Linked DNA regions of Bombyx mori: region 2 is linked to region 1. A link is a contact called in public Hi-C data. All regions are on one chromosome and are shown on one strand. The core of a region is the stretch at or near the end of the contact, and the rest is flanking DNA. Distances in the headings are between cores, read along the strand shown.

Evidence for each region. A called contact is a pair of places that touch in the nucleus more often than the background predicts.
Region 2: a Hi-C map of middle silk gland shows a contact between it and region 1, with 1.9 times the contacts expected there. The contact joins two enhancer-like sites. A contact is called at or near these places in 3 of 7 Hi-C or Micro-C datasets (middle silk gland, posterior silk gland and whole pupa).

Annotation. Positions count from the first base shown.
Region 1 is chr24:7,076,531-7,081,775 of ASM3026992v2, forward strand. It overlaps LOC101740714 (serine/threonine-protein kinase MARK2), which reads left to right. Exons shown (of 23, transcript XM_062675698.1): 6 at 17-139; 7 at 1,605-1,740; 8 at 2,952-3,087; 9 at 4,383-4,567. Among protein-coding and RNA genes, the nearest start is that of LOC101746552, 81 kb to the right of the region's middle. Within about 2 kb of position 3,046, at least 5 of the 8 cell types and tissues checked have open chromatin away from gene starts, as enhancers often do.
Region 2 is chr24:7,112,540-7,117,784 of ASM3026992v2, forward strand. It overlaps LOC101740714 (serine/threonine-protein kinase MARK2), which reads left to right. Exons shown (of 23, transcript XM_062675698.1): 21 at 2-107; 22 at 1,193-1,352; 23 at 1,892-4,799. The coding sequence ends at 1,950. Among protein-coding and RNA genes, the nearest start is that of LOC101746552, 45 kb to the right of the region's middle. Within about 2 kb of position 2,207, at least 5 of the 8 cell types and tissues checked have open chromatin away from gene starts, as enhancers often do.

The sequences.
Region 1 (5,245 bases), core at 1,796-4,295:
GACGAAAATGTTACAGGTGTTCGACTATTTAGTGCTACACGGCCGCATGAAGGAGAAGGAGGCCCGTGCTAAGTTCAGGCAGATAGTTTCGGCCGTCCAATACTGCCACCAGAAACGGATCATACATAGGGATCTCAAGGTAATAAGGACTATAATAATATTAATCACTTTAAGCTTTAAGCCGCGACTCCGTCCGCGTGGAATAGTTACTTTGGCGTAACGTTTAATGTTACCCCCACTACATTTACGTCAGCGGTCTGGGAACCGGGGTAAATTACCCCACATGGGGTAGTTTTATTGAAATGAAATTTTAGGGGGGTAAAAATGAAACTTTTGTGAGTAAAAAGTATATATTGAAGTGAAACTTCTTTAGAATCGTAAAATTTTTAGTTATTGTTTTCTTTTCTAAATTATCCAAGGAGCTTTAATATGAAAGATGCTAAAAAGAAGCGATTTCGTTTTTTTTTGTTCTTCGCCATGGGGTAATATCAACCTACACAAAAATATTTTGGGGTAATAATTTAAAAAAGTTCCCCGACCGCTGATTTACGTAGAAAGTGAAAATATTTTTGTATTATAGAATGTTAAAGGAGCTATTTAAACCCCTATTTTGAAACATTATTTATTGGTGCTCCACTTGTATTGGTCTTAGCGTGATGATATATAGCGTGAGCCTATAGCCTTCCTCAGTAAATGGGTTATCTAACACTGAAAGAATTTTTCAAATCGGACCAATACTTCCTGAGATTAGCGCGTTCAAACAAACAAACTCTTCAGCTTTATAATATTAGTATAGATAAACTATAGTTTCGATCCTAGTGTCCTTATGTAAGGTTTTTTGAAGGGAGGCTTATGTTTGGGACCGTTGTCATTTTGATATTTAATGAAACGTAAAAGCGACACTAAAGTAAGATGAACTTATATAAAGCCGTTGGAGGGAATGAGATGGAACGATTCGAAACGATTCACTTCTTACGTACGTGAATTGCACGCGTCTTTTTTATTTATTGTTCTAAATGTGCTGAAGATGTCACAGTGTAGACACAACGATGTGTATACCTCGAGAGTTGAGGTCGACCTCAAGTCACGGTTTTATTGTGTAACGTTGTCTCATTAGGTTTTGAGTTTTTGAGTGAATATCTGAAGACGTAGCGTGGGTAGGCCTCCCACACAAGGTCGACCGACGAGCTCTTGAAGGTCGCGGGAATCCACTGGAAAGAGGCAGCGCAGGTCCCTTGATTGTGGCGAGTCTTGCTGAACCCCATGTCCATCCGTGGACGTTTGTGGGCTAAATAGGTTGCGAGTTATTTCCTCCATTATGATCTGTTAAACGTTAAGATATTCGGTAAAGTTCACGCTGTTGTATTAGTGGTCACTCGACCTGGGCACATAATCTGGTAAAAATCATATTGATGGTGGTTGAAGGGTCTTGTGATTACACGTGAGTTTCAAGGGTGAAATGGTGATCGTTAGATAGCTGGATGACATTGTTGGGTAAGACTATAGAAATCTGTGAAAAATCACGTCAATCTTTTGCATTGGAATAAGATAGGACAATCAAACAGACAAAGCTCTCGATTCACATTCGTGTATTGTTATTTCAGGCCGAGAATCTTTTATTAGACGGCGAGATGAACATTAAGATTGCCGATTTCGGTTTCTCTAACGAGTTCACGCCGGGAGCGAAGCTGGACACCTTCTGTGGCAGTCCGCCCTATGCAGCCCCTGAACTGTTCCAAGGTTTGTCTATATTAATATACAAGCGGCCCGCTCCGGCTCCGCTCGGGTCTTTAACAAAAATTTCAACGGTATTTGACATTGTTTTATTTTTTAAAATAAAAGAACACTTATTGCGGCATAACTATAATTGTTAGACATATGCTGTCGCGACATTATTTTATTCTATCATAAATAGTTTTCGCAGTGCACGCGATTATTTATGATATTACGAAGAATATTTTAGGTAATTTTTTTACACCTTGGATTACATTATTGGAGTTTTAGTAAGGATCTCAATTTAAAAAAAAAAAAAAATTATATAGTCTATGTCACTCGGGAATAGTGTAACTTCCAAACAGTGAAATAATTTTTCAAATCGGTTCTATAGTTTCGGAGCTTATTCAATACAAAGAAACAAATCTTTCCTCTTTATAATATTAGTATACATAAATCTACAGTGGTTTTTACGGATGCTCCGTTATAACTACTGAACCGTGCATCCGGTTGACTTGAAACTTGGTATCCATGTAGAAAATACATGTACTTAATGGATAGACTATTATTTATATGAGCGTTGGACACCCTACACCGGTTGCGGGGGCGTTAATGATGAGAATCTTTGTGGGGGTGAGAAATAATAATGTTAATTTTGAATGGCCAGCGAAGCGGACGGGTACAGCTAGTCGTTTCTAAGGTTGTGATTCTATTTTCGTAACGATCACAACTAGGCAGGGCTGGACGTATCATAACAGATCGTGAACTGGCCTTTTTTCACTGGTGGTAGGACCTCTTGTAAGTCTGCATGGCTAGGTACCACCACCCCGCCTATTTCTGCCGTGAAGCAGTAATGCGTTTCGGTTTGAAGGGCCGTTGTAACTATATTTGAGACCTTAGAACTTATATCTCAAGGTGGGTGGCGGCATTTACGTTGTAGACGTCTATGGGCTCCAGTAACCAATTAACACCAGGTGGACTGTGAGCTCGTCCACCCATCTAAGCAATAAAAAAAAATTAGCCAAGTCGAAGTCAATTGTTAAGTAGGTATTTCATTAGAACATTTTGTACCCGCCTGCGGGATTCGAACACCGGTGCATCGCTTCAACACGAATGCATCGGACGTCTTATCCTTTAGGCCACGACGACTTACATTTACATTCGAGTCCCTCTTTTAACTGCTTTTCATAGGTATTCGGTGTAAAGTGTACTTATTCGCTGTACTATAAAAATGACAGGCAAGAAATACGACGGTCCCGAGGTCGACGTGTGGTCTCTGGGCGTGATCCTCTACACGCTGGTCTCCGGCTCGCTGCCCTTCGACGGCTCCACGCTCCGGGAGCTACGCGAGAGGGTGCTGCGAGGGAAATACAGGTACGTGCACACACACACTAGCGACATCTCTGTGTCGCCGTCTGGAACTAAATAGTTTATGACGATGTCGCTAGATGGCGTTATTATAAAATAAATTTGTAGGTGTGTTTTTATCGAATGAATTATTGCTTCGCGTTAATTAAACAGAACGCGGTTAGATAATGAATTTTTACAAAATGTTATTTACTATGCCTTATCAATGTCTTGCCTTCTTCGTACGTGTCTATTAAGCAAAAAAATAATAATTATGTGTCATATTTTTGACGATTTTAATTAATAGAATTAAAATCACATGACACGTAATTTGGTATTCTTTGAGAATTGATACTAGCAATGTATATGTTACGGTAAATGTACACTCTTGGGAAATGTACACTTTTACCGGCAAATGTACACATTTTTTTTTATTGCTTAGATTACTGGACGAGCTCACAGCCCACCTGGTGTTAAGTGGTTTCTGGAGCCCATAGACATCTACGACGTAAATGCGCTCCCCACCTTGAGATATAAGTTCTAAGGTCTCAGTATAGTTACAACGGCTGCCCCACCCTTCAAACTGAAACGCATTACTGCTTCACGGCAGAAACAGGCGGGGCTGTGGTGCCCACCCGCGCGGACTCACAAGAGGTCCTACCACCAGTAATTACGCAAATTATAATTTTGCGGGTTTGACCTTTTCCGGTTGATTGACATTTGACATTTTCCGGTAAACGTGCATGCACATTTGCCTCCTCGTTTGGGAAATGTGCATTCAACTAACAAAGAATGCGCATGCGCACCACATTACTAGCACTTGCGATTTCGCATTTTGTATGTCATGCTCACATTTACCAAAACGACATGGTCATTGTGAATTCAATGTACATTTGCCTTCTTTGTTAGTTGAATGCACATTACCCAAACGAGGAGGCAAATGTGCACATTTACCGGAAAATGTGTACATTTTTTATTTATTTTTATTGCTTAGATGAGTGGACGAGCTCACAGCCCACCTGGTGTTATGTGGTTACTGGAGCCCATAGATATCAACAACGTAAATGCGCCACCCACCTTGAGATATAAGTTCTAAGGTCTCAATTATAGTTACAACGGCTGCCCCACCATTCAAACGGAAACGCATTACTGCTTCACGGCAGAAATAGGCAGGGTGGTGGTACCTACCCGCGCGGACTCACAAGAGGTCCTACCACCAGTAAAACATTTGCCGCAAAATCTACTTTTACCGTAACTTATACACTGTACAGTATCGTTTTCTAATACAATTCTTTTTTGGTTTTTTTTTTATAAAACTCCAGAATACCGTTCTACATGTCAACGGACTGCGAGAATCTTTTAAAGAAATTCCTCGTCCTGAATCCTGCGAAGCGTGCGTCCCTAGAGAGCATAATGCGAGACAAATGGATGAACACCGGATACGAGGAGGACGAACTCAGGCCCTACGTCGAGCCGCAGCAGGACTTCAAGGACCACAAGCGGATAGGTACGTTGTGTCGCACCCCTGCCCTCCCATCCATCCCCCTATCTGCATTGTCCGCGAGTTTTAATAATTGAGAATTTGTATATCGCAATTCGATCTAAAATAACCCTTATTGCGAATTAAATAAAGTCGATTTTCGTTTGGCATATAAAATTCCACTGAATTGAGTTCTGTTCTATTAAAATGAGTCTAGTTTAGGTTGGCAATAAGTTAATGTACTTACCAGATTTTTTTTTAACAATTTCCAAAAAAATACCGTTAAAAAGTTACACTCCGACCGCTTTCTAAATAACCGGTAATTTCTGACTTTGACTTTGATTTTCACGGCGACTCGTACTAAATGTCACTAAAATGTTGCCAAACAAAAAAATTGTATACATCCAAGATTTAATTTTTTAATACTGGTATATTGGTTAATGTTGCTGTATAAGAAAAAAGAAAGATTTTTTGATAAGGGAAAATACTTCCCGATTATTTGATTAAAGGTTAAATAAAACATTTGAGACGATAAAGGACTGACTGTAAACGCTGCATTAGTCGATTAAAGCTCTTAACATTAGTGCACCAGAGCACAGTTTCGCTTACGTTCTGTTTCTACTTGTGACCTTTCGCCTTTCGAGCGATGTGCTCACCAGCTAACATGACCGTCTTGTGTTTCATGCGTACATCGTTAATCGGGTC
Region 2 (5,245 bases), core at 957-3,456, 35 kb after region 1:
GACAAGGAAACGAGGAACAAGTGAAGCCCAGGGTGCTTCGCTTCACGTGGAGCATGAAGACGACCTCGTCGCGGGACCCGAATGAGATCATGGCTGAGATCAGGAAGGTGAGTGTTTGTTCTGAACACGCTTTATATACGACAACCGCGCGCTGATCGAAGCTTTTTTTTTCTTTTATGATTGAGAGTTTACTGATGGCCCTGAGGCCTTTCCAGTTTCACCAGGACAGGTGGGCGAGCAAATGCTCAGTCAGGAAGGGTGATCGAGGCTGTAATTGGAGCTTGGTATAACAGCTATACAGAGTCTGGAATATCAATAATGTAATCATTAGATCAATCAAACTCGTAAAATTATAATTTGCGTAATTACTGGTGGTAGGACCTCTTGTGAGTCCGCATGAATAGGTACCACCACTCTGCCTATTTCTGACGTGAGGCAGTAATGCATTTCGGTTTGAAGGGTGGGGCAGCCGTTGTAACTATACTGAGACCTTAGAACTTATATCTCAAGGTGGGTGGCGCATATTTACGTTGTAGATTGTCTATGGCCTACAGTAACCTGTGGTGGGCTGGGAGCTCGTCCACCCACTTATGCAATAAAAAAAACAACTGGTACTTGCCAGCAGGATTCGAATATCGCTCGATACGAATGCACCGGGCGTCTTATCCTTTGGGCCCCGACGTTTTTTTTTTCCTACTTAATCTACATAGTAACTAGGAAGGGTTATATTAGATTCACAGAATTAGTAGGTGAGCCCACGGGGCTCTAACCTGACGAGGTTGCTAACGCTAGGCCTAGCAAGAGCTGTGCTTCGCAGAATCTACCACCGGATCGGAAACGCGATCCACTGAGAAGATCCGACGAGAAACTCAATGGGCTGTGTCTGAGAGTCTATTTGCTCGATGAGCCCTTCGTCGCAAGCGACGGGTTCGATGAGAACGATGATCGGTGCTTGAGGTACCTAAAACCACCTTTAGTGGATCGAGACGATCCGAAATGACGTGTTTAGGGCGACACACTTGAGACCTTAGAACTCATATCTCTTGTAGATGTCTATGGGCTCCAGTAACCATTCTACAGACATCGACTGTTTACCATCCGATGACTTAGTGATTTATTTAAGTAGCCATTTTTTGTTTTTTCGTCGATCTAGATTAGTTACGCCATCACGATTCAGTTTTTACGTTTCCAGGTGCTCGATGCGAACAACTGCGATTACGAGCAGCGCGAGAGGTTCTTATTGCTGTGCGTGCACGGCGACCCCAACGCGGACTCGCTGGTGCAGTGGGAGATCGAGGTCTGCAAGCTGCCGCGCCTCTCGCTCAACGGGGTGCGCTTCAAGAGGATATCCGGTCAGTGTGACGTCACACGACGTTCGCCCTTTATTAGAATAAAATAAAAATCACTATATATACAGTAGGCGCGCGAGTTCATGTCCATCCTAAGGAATGCGGTAGTGCTGTGACCTAGTTAATTATGGTAATGTCGATAATAAGAGAAAAAAATATTTTTTATTCCAAATACAATCACTTAACAGATGAAAAGACAACCGACAGATCAGAGTCGGAATCAGTATATCTTTTCCGTAGGTTTTTTCTTCCTAAAGTTGTTGGAGTAGTCGTGGTTTATTTAAAATGAAATAACACAATAGCGTTATCGTTAATGTTCCATATCGATAAGCGCGCGTCACAACCGTGGAGGACAACACTCGACAAATGCGGGGCGGTGGGCGGGGGTGGGATGAGCCGTCCCCCGTGCGTCGCCTTTGACCCCGATGGACATGAACTCGCGCGCATACTATACAACTATCAGCAATGGCGGATACTTGGTTACGTCATTAACATTGCGCGGTGGAGTATAATAATTAGTTTTTGTTCAATACACCTTCCAGGAACAAGCATCGGCTTCAAGAACATTGCGTCAAAGATAGCGAACGAACTCAAGCTGTGACTGCCCGGGAACGTGGCCCGGCGCCGGCGCCCTCCCGCCGCGCCCCCGTGCCCCCCCTCGCCCCCGGTCCCCCCGCCCCCGCCGCCGCGCTCCGACAGCCTGCGCCTCTCCGCCGAAGACATGGTGCTGATCGCCAACGGGGGCCAGCGGACGTCCTCCGGCGCGCTGGCTCACTTCCTGGCCGCGTACAGTCCGGCCGAGCTGTCTCTGGCCCGCAGCGACTACCTGCGGCCGCCGGGCTCCCCGCCCCGCCTCCACCCCCGCTCGGCCCTGTCCCTGCGCGCCGACAGCGCCGACGTGCCCTCCCCCTACCGCGTGGCTTACTCCAGCACGCACACGCTGCGCCGACAGCCCCGCGCCCTCTCGCCCCCCACACCCCCGTCACCGTGCGACTGTCTGCCCCTCGAGCCGATCCCCCCTCCTGAGCTGTTCGATTTTTAAATTCGAATGTCGATTGATTAAATAACTTCAGGCTTCGCCTCCGGCGCGGTCGACGAACCCCCCAGGTCACGTAGTCAGATATACGATCTATCACTGAGCTACGTGAAGCTATGCGAAGCGACAAGTCGAATCCGTTTTTACTTTTAAAAAAAAATCGACTCGATGTTCATTTTTGGATGCACCTATCACCTCAGTGTCGATTGGTGTTCTCAATGTCGAATTTACTCCTTGTATATTTCTTTGTAATAAAGATTATTGTCAGATTATTGAATGTAACGGAGAAACGAAGTTGTTACGCGCCGGGACCAGTGCCGGGACAGTACGAGGAATGTTAATGTGCCAAGTGATGGGAAACGTATCGATAAAAATGACATGATCTATTATAAACACTGCGAACGCCAAACGTTTGTAACTCGAAAGGATACATCGGGCTCTATTCTGAAAGGGTCGACTTCGGACGAGATCAACTAATAAGTAATATCACCGCTCTGTGTGACGTCGGCGAAAATAAAAAGTATCGACTTTAGTAACTGCCGTCGTTTATCTCGGAATAGAGGCCCGGGATTTTAGTTAATGAACCGCTCTCGATGCTTAAAAGGCACACACTTGTATAATAATTTTACGTGTCATTACTTTCTGTAGATAAGTTTTTTTTTTTTTTTTTTGTTTAACAATGTCAGTGCGCTCTGAGAATGTATACATAAAGATAATAACGAGGAGAATATTGTTCAGGAAGACAACATCGCAACTCGCCCGAAGCTTGTGTTCACAAAAGACATTTTGATTTGACGGACCTACAGTCCGCTTAGGTACTTCTGCCCAACGTGCCACTGACGTTTTGTACAAATCGAGCTCAACCGATACAACATAGCTTAATGTTAATTAATTAATTAATTAATTACTGTATGTATCATTTCCTCATCTAATGTATCTATCTATGTATAATGACAAAATATAATTTTACAGTTTTACAAAAATAATTAAGTCCCCTTAGAACGAAAATTGTTTCAATAAATAAGATTAACTTGAATTTTTCGATTCCTTGTTAACTTTATTGTCAGTGTCGTATGTCAAAACGAGCCGTCAGCTCTGAGCGGGGTTGGATCGAGGAGATTGACAGGCGCCTAGCTGTCAATGTCATCCAGCCAGTGTTTACGTCAAGCTGTCAACTTAGAGCGCGTCAATCAGGGCTGGCGGTGAGTGACGCGGCCGCCCGCGTCTCTTGTCTCTTTCTAATTATAAGGCTGAATTAGAAAGTGTCAAATGTGTCGTTTCTTAATGTCTACAGGGTGTTGATTTTAATGTATAGTATGCGAGACTTCGAGCAATATATTGTTTAATAATTTCCGTTTTAAATTCGTTTTGTTGTTGTGCTTTTTGCATATGTATTTTGTTTTTTTTTTTGGTTTTTGTTGTTTATAACAACAATACTGTCATTAAATTAACACCCTACGATTCGGGTTAATACAGACGTAGGAATGTTTTACGACTAGTTCTATTCTCTGATGTTAAATAAATAGATGTGTAATTGTGATCAAAGTATTTATAATAATATAAAAAATATAATGTATTAGGGTACCTATATAGGTAGTGAGTCTTTCAATACGCAACGTACTTTGTAACTTCCAATTTGAGTAGCCACTGTGTTACGAAAGTAAATAAATGAATTATTGTTTCAAATTCATTTTCTTGAGCTAATAATATTAATTATGAAGAGCACGGCTTAGTTAGTAATATTGCCAGTGAAAATGTTTGGCCGTTGCTTTCAAGTCCGCAGAGTGCCGGTGCCGATTTTTGACGTTTATACTCTTGACAGATGTCATAGTGACATGTGTCAATAATTTTCAAACATTACGTAATCTAATCTACCTATTAGCTTTTTGTATTGATCCAGTTCGCACTAATATCTCAGTGCTCTTAATGTTAATAAATAAATAAAAATAGTGTTTGTATAAGATAATTGATAAAAATAAATCTCGTATTTCACAGCTCACAATTTTTTTTTTTTTGTAATTTAAAAATTACGCGATTTGTTTTTAGTGTTACTGTGTGCGTGTGTGTGCTTTTTCTTTGTGTGATCAAAAAAATAAGTAAATGGATTTATATTTATATAGAAAAAAAAATACTATGTAAGTAGATTGTAAACGTGATATCGGCGGGCGGCCGCGTTTTTTTTTTAAAAATAAAAATAAGTATAGCATACTCGTTTTTTTTTCTTCTGTGAAATCACAAAAAAACTTATATTTTTAAATCTTTCTTTTTTTTTGTTTCATTCTCCTATGTAGTTATCGATGTAATAATGTTCGGTGATGTTATGAATGCGTTCGAGTTTTTAATTAAGATCAAAAAAACGTGTACTACTTATTTGTAATCAATTATTATGAATTAATAAAAAGAAGTTGCCCTTGTTTGTTCGTTATTATTGTCTTTGTGTTGACTTTTTGAGGATTGGATGTGGAATGTGGCTTAAGACGGCTTGATAAAGAAAAAAGCCTTCTCGAAGTGTTTCCTTGAAAACACTTGGAGAGGGGTGGTGGTACGGGTAGGTTCCACCGTCCTGCCTATTTCTGCTGTGAAGCAGTAATGCGTTTCGGTTTGAAGGGCAGGGCAGCCGTTGTAATTATACTTGAAACCTTAGAACTTATATCTCAAGGTGGGCGGCGCATTTACGTTGTAGATGTCTATGGGCTCCAGTAACCACAACACCAGGTGGGCTGTTAGCTCGTCCTCCCATCTAAGCAATAAAAAAAAGGGTCTTGTCTCTTCGAGAAGTGAAGTCTCTTGAGATTAGATATCGTGTGCGAACCTGTGTGCTTAGTGCGAGTTTTTTAACATTCTCGATAGCGTAAAAGTT